Regions from separate parts of the Mus musculus genome. Here region 2 is linked to region 1. The links are chromatin contacts, called in public ChIA-PET maps. All regions are on one chromosome and are shown on one strand. The core of a region is the stretch at or near the end of the contact, and the rest is flanking DNA. Distances in the headings are between cores, read along the strand shown. Region 1 overlaps Pex14 (peroxisomal biogenesis factor 14). Region 2 holds the start of Pgd (phosphogluconate dehydrogenase).

Region 1 (6,207 bases), core at 2,086-4,585:
GCAAGAAGCTGAAATTCTAGTTGAACCAAACGCACAGGATTGCCAATGGTGTGGCTGACTACTGAGAAACAGAGTGGAGACGAATGAGCAGATGTGCAAACTGAATCTCACCACTTACTTCAAATAACCAGAAACCAGGTGACTGGAAGGAAGTCTCAGGTAAGCCAAGCCCTGTCAGCATCCCAGCAGGACTAGACCCAAGCTGCCCTGTGCAGCCATTCATTCTGAGTTGGAAACCAGGGCTTCGCATACGCTGAACGAGTGCTCTGCCTCTGAGTGAGCGGCCCGTGTACAGACTTCCCCCCACGTATTTCTAAGGTGACCTTGAACGCACGAGCTTCAGCTTCTTTAGTGTGGGATTACAAGTGTGCGCCATGTGCCCAGCTGCCCTCATTCTTAAAAACTTCCACTGTCTCGAAAAAAAAAAATTAACACTGCAACGAGTTAAAAATAAACACAACTTTACTATCATGTTCTTCGAGACCTAGCTCCAGACAGCCCAGAAACTATCCCCCAGTCCCCGCCCAAGCACCGTCCTCCTCCTCTGCATGCGGGCCCTCTCAGACTCACAGCCAGGCAATTCTGCACCAAATTATACATAACCTCGTGGCGCTTCCTCAAATTACATACAATGTTCCCTTTCCGCTAATTGTCTCATGTATACAAACGCCTTTTCTTCCCCAAATAAAACACACGAATTACTTAAAAAAACGAGGCTTGTTTGATTCTGTAATGGTCTATTCTCCGGTGCGGGTGCGGTGCTGCGGTTAAGCATCCAGGAAGCAGCCAGCACACTGAGCCTGAACAGCCTCCCTCCCTGATGAAGGAGCGGAGCACTGAATGCTTCCAAACCACACCCCTGTGCACTGAGCTGTGGGCCTGAGCTGTGCCCACTGCCTCACCAGCACCCTAGGATGCTCATCTAGGCAGTCGCCGGTCCACAGCTGCCAAGAGCTATCTTGGTGCTCGACCTGTGCCCCTGGCCTGCCCCACAAGCCAGCGTTCTATGGGCTCCTTTGCCGGCACCCTCCTGCCACCACTCCCGAGAGAAAGGAGTTGTTCACACAAGACCATACAACTCGGCTGGTGCCCTCATTTAATCAGGCTGCTGCAAATGGCTGGCCAAAAGCAATAAGGGCATGACTGAGAGACTGTGGGAGTTTAATATAAAAAAATTAATAAAAAAGGAGGGGGGAAGGAGAAAGGGTCTACCTTTTAATAGGGCCCTAATTACCCAACTCACAGGATCAGCCCAAATGAGATGGGAGTTTATTTCGGGTTTTTTTTTAATTATTGTTTTTTTTTATATATATATAAATTGCTGCTATGTGTTTTCTTTCCTCTGAGCAATTATGCAGTAAGTACGTAAAGAGGAGAAAAAATATTAATTAAATATAAGGTAATTGTAGAGTTGGCCTGGAGAGAATGAGTCTGAACTCTGGACGATCACAGGCTACCAGGGTTTGAAGACTGCTCAGGGGCTCCCAGAAAAGAAAGAAATAGCATAACCAGGCAGTAGGCAGATGCGCGGTACAGCGGAAGGAGCCACATTCAGAGTCCTACACAGCACAGGCCTGCAGGGCTCCCCGCACCCAGGCGTCAGGCAGCATCAGAGACTCCACGCTTCCACAGAGCTTTTCCAGTTGTGCCCCCAAAAGACAGCCTGGCCTCATGTTGAGGATGGAAAGCCAAATCAGGAAGTTTCAAAAGAGCCCGCAGCAGTAAGGGATAGAAACGGACTGCTGTGTTCAGTCTGGACTTCAGTGTAAGTCACAGCTTCTCTCTGAAAGGCTTGGAGGCAGGCCACAGAGCAAGCTCACAGGCCTGGAAGAACAGAGCATCTTCTGAAGAGCCAGGCAAAACTACAGAGTGGAGAGAGGTACCACAGACATGCTGGGATGAGCCCATCGCTGGGGACAGAGGTGACATGAGTAACAGCACCACTCCCCTGGAGACGTCTGGGAGGTACTTGGGTCCTCTGGGCCCATCTGCAGCCAGATCTATCTCGCCCTCTGCCTAGAAAGCCTTAGAACCTGCTAGAACCTGGCCCTGTTCACCGCAGCCAAGGGCTTCACGCCACCCTCTCCAGCTCGGCCGGGGAAGAGTGAAGAAAGCAGGAGACTGCCCGGGCTACGGAAACAAAGCCTGGGCAGATCGCCCCACGCTCACCGCTACCACCACTCCAAGTCAGGAAAGTCTTGGCAACGTTAAACCCAATGCTGGCGCGCCCCTAAAACTGAGCTGGTTTGCACAGAACCGGTCTTACTACCCAGCCCACAGGACTGACATCAAGTCCTGAAATGCCAAACAGTGAAAACAGGGCAGGCAGGCAGGCAGGCAGGGACTCTGGTTCAGACCACTCTGCAAACAGAGTTCCTTAGCTGAGAGCAGTGGTGTTTGTCCTCTACCTGCTGCGCTTGTGAAGCTGTGCCCGGAGAACTGTTGTGAGCAGGAAGCCAGCCTAGGCCACATAGTGAGTGCAAGGACAAACTGAGCTCCAGAGGGTGGCCCTCCTTGTTTAGAAAGAGAAAAGGTCCTTCAACCCTCAGTAGGTTTCTTTCCTATCAAGAATCTACAATACCATGGGTGCCACCCATCACAGACAGAACCACAGACCAAGCAACCCCAGAACCCTTCCTCTTACCTGGTCCTTAAAGGGCACCTCACCCCACCCCACCCCGGGTGCTTCACTGAGAAGCAAAGACTAGCTACTTCAGGTTTCTGACAGTGTGAAGCTGACAAGCAGCAACCTTGCTGTCACCTAGTCCTACTAGCAGCAGCAAACAAAGTGCCATGTGACTGTAGAGATGGGTGCTCCAAGAGGTCTTGTCACTCCCTCCTGATAAGCAGAAGTCACAAGCCAGAGGTCAGGGGCAAGGGTCACCAGGTCCTGCCTCCAAGCATGCAGGCCGCTGATTCGAGGCGCAGCCATAGGCTCCTCCAGGTCTTTCATACTTACCAGTGGCTCTCGGGGCACCACATTTTCACTTCCTGGAGGAGAGCTTGGCTGCAAAGAAAAACAGAAACAAAAGTAAGATCACAGTGCCACCTCATGGACATCAGAAAAACAGGCAGTGCACCCAGGTCGGTTCTGTTCTCCACGGGCTCCTGCAGCAGGAGCTGCGAGTCTCAGTCTGCAGACTGTTTCTGGGTTCACAGCCATAGCCCCTCATGAACAGGGCTGGTTTTTTCTCAGGAGGACCAAGGATCAGATGCAATCAGGAAGGATGTGGACCATGACAAAAAAGGCCAGAAAAAGGCCTAAGAATGGTCTACATGCTTTTCTACCACTGTCACAGATAGACTGAACTACAGAGAGAGCAAAAGTGTAGAACAAAAGGCAGCCACAGGGGGGCATCGGCAACCCACACTAAGGGGTTTTCTCTCATTGCAGCCAAGTGCCACTTTCTTTGGATTGTTTCGCTTCTGTGACAGTGTCTCCATGTAGCCCAAGCTGGCCTCCAACTCACCGTATCACTAAGTGTAACCTTAAAGCCCTGGTCCTCTTGTCTCAGCTTCCCCAGCGCTGGGATCAAAGAAATGCACCCCACCACTACTGCCCCCAGCCTACGGCACTGGCTACAGCACTGCCCATCACTAACAACCTGCTCTGGGTTAAGAAATAATCTGGTGTCAGGCTGAGAAATAAACAGAGCAGCCTATGAGCAAGCAATAGCACTGTGACCTGCCGGCCAGGCTCCCATCTGTTTCCTTCTGGGCCACAGCCTTTCTCATACCTTCAACCCTATACTGAACTAGCTAAAATTCAGAGCAAGAATAGGGTGCTAAAGCAAGACACAAATCTCCAGAAGGATGAGACAAGCGGCCGGCCTGAGTTGTGGTTAGTTTTTTACTGTTACTGACATTAAAGTCAATTTTCTACAGACAACACCCGGACAAGGGCAGCTAATGTGTATCCCAGGAGCCGGCCACCATTCTGCCTCCCAGCTAGTTCAGATGGCCTGTGCCAGCCTCCTATGAAGAGGGCAGAAGCTGAGAGAGGAAAGAGTCTAGAGAAGGTTCCTAAAGACCGCCTTACCGCACAGCTGCCTGCCACCACACACTTTATCCAGAGTTCTAGCCTATGAGCTCCACCACCCCAGAGCAGAAGGCCAGGCAGCTTGAAACTATAACTGGAGGTCAGTCCTCATACCTAGTGACCTTTCTCTCCCTGTGCCACCCTCCAGGCCTCCTTCCTGCCTCCCCTTAGATTTTCAAGTCTTAGCACAGACTGCCCTGACTGCCATGGATGCCTGCCCTCCAGTAACTGCTGGAAGGTCTTCAAGAGCTCCCTCCCTTACTCCCAAAGTACCCCTCATCTCCTCCTGCCCATCATCTCTCCTACGTAGCCATGGAGTCAACCCTCCACCTCTCTTTATCTCTGCTGCCATCACTTTGGTACAAGCTTCCAGCATCACTTGCCTGGACCACGGCAAATGCTTTCTAATCAGCTTACCTGGTCTCGTGCTGGCTCTCTTCCAATTCACTTTCCACAACACAAAACCCAAATCATTTGTAAAGGGCAACTCGATCATCTCCCTTACTTACTCATCCACGCCCATAAGCATCATCAATAGCTCCTTACTGTTCTCATAAGACAAGAACAAGTCCTCAGCGCGGTCTTGGAATCCTCCCATCTATTCTAAGCACATGTCAAGACTCTACTGCCTAACTCCCAAGCCCATCCGTAACAGACACTCTGGCTTCTGCTGTCTCTGAGGAGGGGCTTTGCACAAGCTGTTCCTTCCTCCTCTCCCAGACACTTCAGCATCATTCAGAGCCAGCTAAGGCATACACTCATACACAAGTAAACACAAACTTTAAACTTTTGTTTTTTGAGACGGGGTTTGTCTGTATAGACAGTAGCCTGGCTGACCTGGAACTAGCTCAGTAAACCAGGCTGGCCTTGAACTCCAGATCCACCTGCCTTTGCACAATAAAAGCATGCGCTAGAACGCCTGCCTTAAACTTTTTTTTTTTTAAATAAGGAAGCTCAATGTGCAGTAAAGTTTGTAATTCCAGGACTCCGGAGGCTACAGCGGGAGCTTATGAATCATAGGCCAGCCCTACACCACATGAGACCGTCTCAAAAAGAAAAAGAAGGGACAAGAGGAAGAAAGAAAGAAAAAAGGAGTCAAGAAAACAGGCAGTGAAGAAAAGGGACATGGAAGGGGAGGGGAGGGGAGGGCAGGGGAGGGGAGGGGAGAGGGGAAGAGAGGGAGAGCAAAGAGAGCAGGATGAGGTTCACTGGAAGTGAAGCCCCCACCCCAGGTCAATCCTCCCAAGGCAAACAGATGGCTTGCTGTAGCTCACTAACCCTGTGTCTCCCTGAGGCTCCCCTCACTGCAGCCAGGAGACACTAACTAGCGCTAACTTTACCTCGTGGCTCTCTCCTCACTAACTCTCACACTAGCTGTACAGAGTTACTGCTGATGACGAAACGGAGGCAAAGGGCACATGACTTGCCCCACAGCCTCAGCAAGCAGTGCACATAGGCATTTGCACATTTAACTAAATGAAATAATCAAATTTTGTTTCAATCATATTTTATTAAGCAGCAGCCTTAATTTAATGCTACCCCATAAGTAATCATGTAGCCTATCTGACCAGACAGAGAAAACATCAGTAACATGGTTCAGCAGATGAGGGCACCTGCCACCAAGCCGGAGGACCTGAGCTCAAGCACCAGAACCCATGCGATGGAGAGAACCAACTCCCACAAGTTGTCCTCTAGCCCCCACATGCACACACATGTGAGCTAAGCACACGCACATACATTCATACATACATACATACATACATGTTTAAATGAACACAAACAGCTTTGTTATTTAGGAACTCTCACTCTTGAGATACAAGTCATTGCCATGAATCATTAAAAGGAAATTTCCCTTAAATCAGTTCAACTAAGGCTGGGATGTGGCTCAAGAGCTGTGTGCCAGTGTGGCATCCACAAGGCCCTAAATTTAATGCCCAGCACTGCAAAAAACCACAGCTAGGTGACTGGTCGGTGGCAATGTGGGCAGAGGGACACACTGTAAACAGCACCAACCAAGTGTTCTGACACATTTACCCTTCAGACTCTTCCTTTAACAAGAGGAGCCAAGGATGAAACCCAGAGCCTTGCCCATCGGGGGAGAAAGCATGGACTTTCTCTTTTTGCACACAAGGGTCTCGCTATGTAGCCCAGGCAGACCTTGAATTTGT
Region 2 (6,207 bases), core at 1,368-3,867, 90 kb after region 1:
GAATAGCTCCCTGTGGGCCACTACTGGCTCAGTGGGGAAAGCACTGTTGGACAAGCCCATGGCCCAAGCCTGAGGTGCTTGAGAGCCAAAGCAAAGACTGAAGAGAACTGACTCCACAGAGTCGTGCTCTGACCCCCACTTGCATGCTCCCATGACCCCACACTATAATAATAAAATAAAACCCTGGCCCAGTGGGAAGGCTCGGCAGGCAAAGGCACCTGCCATTAAGCCAGACAACCTGAGTTCTTTCCACAAACCACACGGTGGAGGTAGAGGGCCAACTCCGACAAAAAAAGTCCCCGTGACTTCCACATCCAATGTGTCATGCTTACCCCCACACAAATACTAAATATATATATATATATTTTAAATAAGGGCTGGAGAGATAGCTCAAGGGTTAAGAGCACTGGCTGGTCTTGCAGAGGACCTGAGTTCAATTCCTAGCATCCACATAGCAGCTCACAATTGCCCACTAACTCCAATTCCAAGGAGTCTGACTCTCTTCTTCTGGCCTCATCAGGCACTTCAGGTATGTGGTGCAGTTACACACTCAGGCAAACATTCATTTATATAAAATAAAATGAAAAAACAAACAAACAAACAAAAAAACAACAAAAAACCCCTCTCTACAGAGAACACAACTTGGCGGTGATGGCACGCACCTTCAATCCCAGCACTCAGGAAGCAGAGGCAGGGGGATCTCTATGAGTCTGAGCCGCCTGGTCTACAAAGTGAGTTCCAGGAAGGCCTAGGCTATACAGAGAAACCCTGTCTTGAAAAACTAAGAACAAACAAAACAAAAATACTATTCCATAAGTGCCTGTCAAGGCAACCAAGCCTGAAACACTCAAGCACTTTATCAGAACCCATCAGTCTGTACTCAGACACTGAAGACCACCATCTCAGAAGTGAGACAGTTAGAGGGATTTGCGGGCGGCATCCGAGAACCGAGCTGGCCTTACTAATTTCTCGATGAAATCATCCACGGCTTGCCCGGCCTTCACAAGCAGGATGACCCGGCGGGGCTTCTTTAGTTTGGAGACCATGTCCTTTAAGGACTGTGCACCAACCACCTTGGTGCCCTTCGCCTCGTTGGCCAAGAAGTCATCGACTTTGGAGACTGTCCTATTGAAAGCACAGACCTGGAAGGACAAAAGGCCTGTCAGAGGATCTGGCACACACATGACCCTCGGGTGGTAGATGCAGCAACAGAGAAACGTCTACTCTGTCCAAGGTCTAGCGAGAGCTGACCTGCCTTTTCTTTTTAAGTGCTAGGCAATCTCTGCAAAGTCCAGTCACAGCAGAGAGCCCAGGGAAAGGCGGTTGCCACTTGTTGCTTATCAGGTTGAGCCTGTCACTACTACCTGGGTCCTTTGTCCCTGGTAATCCTGGTGTCTAAGCCATGCTACTATTTAGAAAGAACATTCAGAGCCCACAGGCAGGAGGATCCTCTGACCCTGGACTCAGAAAGCTGAGATGAGAGGGCCCTGAGACTCCAGTGTGACAACACTGTGAGACAAGCTGCTGTCTACAAAGAAAAACAATCTCCATGTACCCCAAGTTTTCCTAGCTACAGCTTCCAAGATCTGGGTCCCTTTACATCTATGGTTTTCAACCTTCCTAACGCTGCGACCCTTTAATATAGCCCCTCGTGTTGTGATGACCCCCAATCATAAAACTATTTTCATAACTACGCAATAACTGTAATTTGCTAGTGTTATAAATCATAATGTTGAGAACCACTGCTTTTATATTTATTTCTATCCAAGGAGGCTCTTCCCTTAACTACAGAGGGAGCACGACTAAAGCAGAAATTCTTCTACAAAGACACCAAACAGTGCTTACTGAGTGATGCCTTGGGATCTCTGAAAAACAAATCACAGCTCTCAGCGGGAAGGCAACGTGTCCTCACTACTTACCACAAATCCATGATCATTCATGTTCAAAATTAAGTTCTGGCCCATGACAGCCAGTCCGATCAGTGCAATGTCAGCTCTGAAATGACAAAAAAAAAAAAAAACAATAAAGCAAACACAAAGAAAGGATATTAGTGTTACTTAGTGGCTTTTATTAGGACTGGCAGCCTGCACCCTTCTCGGCTCACACCATGCACCTAGGATCGACCGCACCCTGCACCCCACAGTTCCATGGAAGTTCCTTCTAAAGGGCGTCCGGGCACACGAAGCCACCCATGCCCTGCCCCTGGCCCTGCCCGTCGTTCCTTATGGCCTGGCCAGCACAAGGGGCGTGGGCCGTCCCCGACCCAGCGCGGCCTTCCTTCCCCGCGAGCCCGTCGCAGCCGCAAGCTCCCACGAAGGGGTGGCGGAGCTTGCGCTGGCCATGGCGGGGACCCTGAGGTGCAGGGGTCAGGGCTGCGCGAGGAGACCCAGGCGACCACCGGGGCTGAGGAGAACAGGGAGACAACTGAGCAGAGCCCCGCCATCACCACGCTCAGCCCCGGAAGTCTCCCGGGCCCGACTGCGCGTGTCGGTCACTCACTGGGCCATGGCGGAGGCAGACGAAGCAGAGTCGAGGAGGAAGAAACGCGAAGGACCGAGCGCTCCGAGGCAAGTACAGTGAAGTCCGGCTCCCGGCGCCTCGAGAGGCTTACAGAGACGCTGGCCAATCAGAAGACAGGGGTGGGCCGATGCCCCACGCTATTGGGTCTCTGCGGCGCCTGTTATACCACCTGAGGGCAAACGGACCCGCCCACCCCCGGGGCCCAGATCTGTAGAGCGCCGAGCAGTCGATGGCACCTCGAGCTGGAGAGGAGCGTTTAAAGGGCTTCTTCTAAGTGTTCTAGGAGCGTTTAAAGGGCTTCTTCTAAGTGTTCTAGCGGGACCTTGCACGATGCCTCCCGCTCGTGCGGAAGCTCGGGTCTGCAGCTCGGCGTGAAAGAGAAGACATTAAGGGCTTGGTGCAGCCCTTACCAAGCCCACTGGCGTTTTTGATCCATGGCTGCTGCTTCCCTTCACTGTCCCTCAACTCTGAGGCAGGAGTCAAGTCTGTCCTATCTGTGGGAACCTCAGTGTGTACCATTTTTGCAGGTCAAGAAACAGCGGTGCAAACTAAGACGAGACGGTCAGCAAGTAAAGAGCCAAGCGGGTGGAAGTGGAACCCACTCCGCAAAGTTGGCATCTGACCTCCACGTGCAGCAGTGGCGCGTGCGCCCACTCGCACAGAAAGAGAAAACGAAGCGGAGGAGAGGCTTGAGGGGTTTTGGGGGGGTGGTTTCATAATTATTTATTTTTTGTGTATTGGTTTGCCTGCATGTATGTCCGTGTACCTCGTGCGTGGCCGATACTCGGGGAGGCAAGACTGGAAGTGAGTTCTTCCTTGTGCTTGTAGCGGAACACAAGCACTCTTCTCTACCATTTCCTCAGCCCCACTACAGTTTCCGGCGCTGGAGGTCTGGGGTGCTGTTTCGCCCGCTGGTCAGACACTTTTAGTTTCAATTTACTTTTCCATTCAGACTCAGGTGTTGGTGCGCTGCTTTCTTTTTTCTTTTCTTTTTTTTTTTTTTTTTTTTTTTTTTTTTCGGGGGGCGGGATTTTTTCTCTGTGTAGCCCTGCCTGTCCTGGAACTCACTCAGTAGACCAGGCTAGCCTCGAACTCAGAAATCCGCCTGCCTCTGCCTCCGGAGTGCTGGGATTAAAGGCATGTACTACCACGCCTGGCTAGGTTCAGGTTCTTTCCATTGCCTACTCTCTCTCTAGGAGTGGCTATCATGTCCTTCAATGAATTCCTTTTATCTTTTGTAAGTTTTGCACACAGCACATAGACATAACGCTTGATGGTAAATGAAAAGACTGGCTTGCACCAGCTTCTTGAATTTTTTTCCCTCACTCCAGTACTACGAATCAAATCGTAGGTTTTGAGCATTCTAGACAAGTGCTTTGCCACTGAGCTATATCCCTTGCCTGGCCCTAAGTGACTTTCTGTTTCTCTCTGTGTCTGTATCTGTTTCTGATAAATGCCTAATGTCCCTACTCCTCCAGCCCCCTATAACCAACACACATTTATCCCAACTCTGAGCTGGTTAGACCATTATTTCCAAAACAAGGGTGGGAACAAGGGAGTACTAGGTAAGAGCTCCTGGAAGAGTCTTAAGAGTCAGCCCATTGTCTTATCAGGTACAAGGCTCGGGGGTGGACGAGCTTCCAGAAAAACCAGAAAAAAAAAAAAAAAAAAAAAGACAAGATCTCAGTCCACAGCCTTGGCTGTGGTTTTTAAATTTGCTGTGGTGTTGAATCTTGAACTTCTATATTAGTCAGGGTTCTCTAGAGTCACAGAGCTTATGGAATGTCTCTATATATTAAGGGAAATTATTGGAGTGACTTACAGTCTATAGTCCAACTAACCCAACAATGGGCAACTATGGATGGGAAGTCCAAGAATCTGGTAGTTGCTCAGTCCCACGAGGCTGGGTATTTTAGCTGGTCTTCTGTATAAGCTTGAATCCTGTGCTGGCAAGTAAAAGCAAGCAGGCAAAGAAGAGTGAACCATCCCTTTTCCCATTGTCCTTATGCAGGTCTCCAGCAGAAGCTATGTTTACCACCATGCCTGGATTTGGGACTTGCTCTGCCCCAGACTGGCCTTGAACTCAGAGATTTGCTTGCCTCTGTCTCCTGGGATTAAAGGAGACAAGGAGACACTTACCTTCCTTGCCTGGGCCTAACCTTTCTTTTCTTTCTTTCTTTCTTTCTTTCTTTCTTTCTTTCTTTTTTTTTTTTTTTTTTTTTTTGGTTTTTCGAGACAGGGTTTCTCTGTGTAGCCCTGGCTGTCCTGGAACTCACTCTGTAGACCAGGCTGGCCCGGAACTCAGAAATCTACCTGCCTCTGCCTCCCAAGTGCTGGGATTAAAGGTGTGTACCACCACACCCGGCTAGGGCCTAAGCTTTTCATGGCCACTGTGCCTCAAGATCTAAATCAAAAGCCTGTGTCTTTCAGCCTGAAGAACTGAATCACAGGTGTGCCCTCCATTTCTGGATTGTAGTTCATTCCAGATGTGGTCAAATGGACAACCAGGTATAGCTATCACAGAGTATTTTCATTTTTTTGAGACTAGGTCTTACTTTGTAGCCTAGGGTGGCAGCAGTCCTCCTGCCTCAGCTTTCCCAGTGCTGAGACAGCAGACATGTACCATCAAGTTCAGCTTTATGTTTTTACAGAATCCGCTCCGGTCTTAGCACTGTAAGTCTACAGTTGAGGCCTCCCCAATCCAGGGTCATGCAAAGGCTATGTAATTACTGTCGTTATTATTGTCCCGTGCCCCCTCCCGATTGGCTTATTTTGTGTGCTTGCCTGTATTTGGTAGTCTGACTTGCAGGAGCCAGAGCCATGTTCCCTACCATGTTGCACTGGGGATCAAACTCAGGTCACCAGGTTTGGCAGCTTTACCCACTGAGGTATGTCACCGGCCCTGGCCTTAGCTGCCGTGATTTTGGTTTTGTTTATTTCTGTGTATGTGTACAGGCAAGTGGTGCAGGCTCCTGAGAAAACCAGAAGGTGCTGGAGTTGTGGGCTGTTGTGAGCTGCCTAACAGGGCTGCTGGGATCCAAACTCCTGTCCTATGAGAGAGTAGAATGTATTCCTGGCCGCAGAACCATCTCTTCAGCCATAGTTCCTGATTTTTGTTTTGTTGTTTGTTTGTTTGTTTTTTAGGCAGCATCTTACTGTATAGCTCAGGCTGGCCTCAGATTTGCAATTTCCACCTCCACCTCCTGGAGTTACAAACTTGTGCCACAACACCCAGCTCTTTTTTTTTTTTTTTTTTTTTTTTTTTAAAGATTTATTTATTTATTATATGTAAGTACACTGTAGCTGTCTTCAGACACTCCAGAAGAGGGAGTCAGATCTTGTTACGGATGGTTGTGAGCCACCATGTGGTTGCTGGGATTTGAACTCTGGACCTTCGGAAGAGCAGTCGGGTGCTCTAACCCACTGAGCCATCTCACCAGCCCAACACCCAGCTCTTAAGCCTCCTTCTTAAGTCCAATGGGCCATGCGCCCTGGTGATGCCGCCACAGGCCTTTCTTTCTTACAGGCTGGACTTGGCATGTTAGCCTTACAGCAAATAAGGATAAACCATGGCTCAGAAAATCTTGGAGACGGCTTGACAGAGGGCAAACAATAGCCTCCCACGAGCTCACAGTTGTTCTTAGGCTGTGACTGTGGCTCCTGCCTGTCTTGCCACCTTCCGAGGAC

What was found. ChIA-PET counts read pairs in DNA pulled down with a chosen protein or histone mark.
Region 2: an RNA polymerase II ChIA-PET map of memory CD8 T cells shows a contact between it and region 1, with 6 read pairs. The contact joins the promoter of Pgd here to the enhancer-like site in region 1. A contact is called at or near these places in 1 of 484 Hi-C or Micro-C datasets (nephron progenitors), 3 of 115 datasets of contacts at active chromatin or transcription factors (the SCID.adh cell line, memory CD8 T cells and pancreatic cancer cells) and 2 of 9 other capture datasets (adipose tissue and liver).

The regions. Positions count from the first base shown.
Region 1 is chr4:149,073,061-149,079,267 of GRCm38.p6, forward strand. It overlaps Pex14 (peroxisomal biogenesis factor 14), which reads right to left. Exons shown (of 9, transcript NM_019781.3): 2 at 2,960-3,007. Among named protein-coding and RNA genes, the nearest start is that of Gm46722, 22 kb to the right of the region's middle. Within about 2 kb of position 3,336, at least 72 of the 459 cell types and tissues checked have an H3K27ac peak or open chromatin away from gene starts, as enhancers often do. A contact at or near this core is called in the SCID.adh cell line, adipose tissue, liver and 1 more, where this site is marked.
Region 2 is chr4:149,164,088-149,170,294 of GRCm38.p6, forward strand. Pgd (phosphogluconate dehydrogenase) reads right to left here and starts at 2,618. Exons shown (of 13, transcript NM_001081274.2): 1 at 2,500-2,618; 2 at 1,920-1,995; 3 at 963-1,142. The coding sequence starts at 2,507.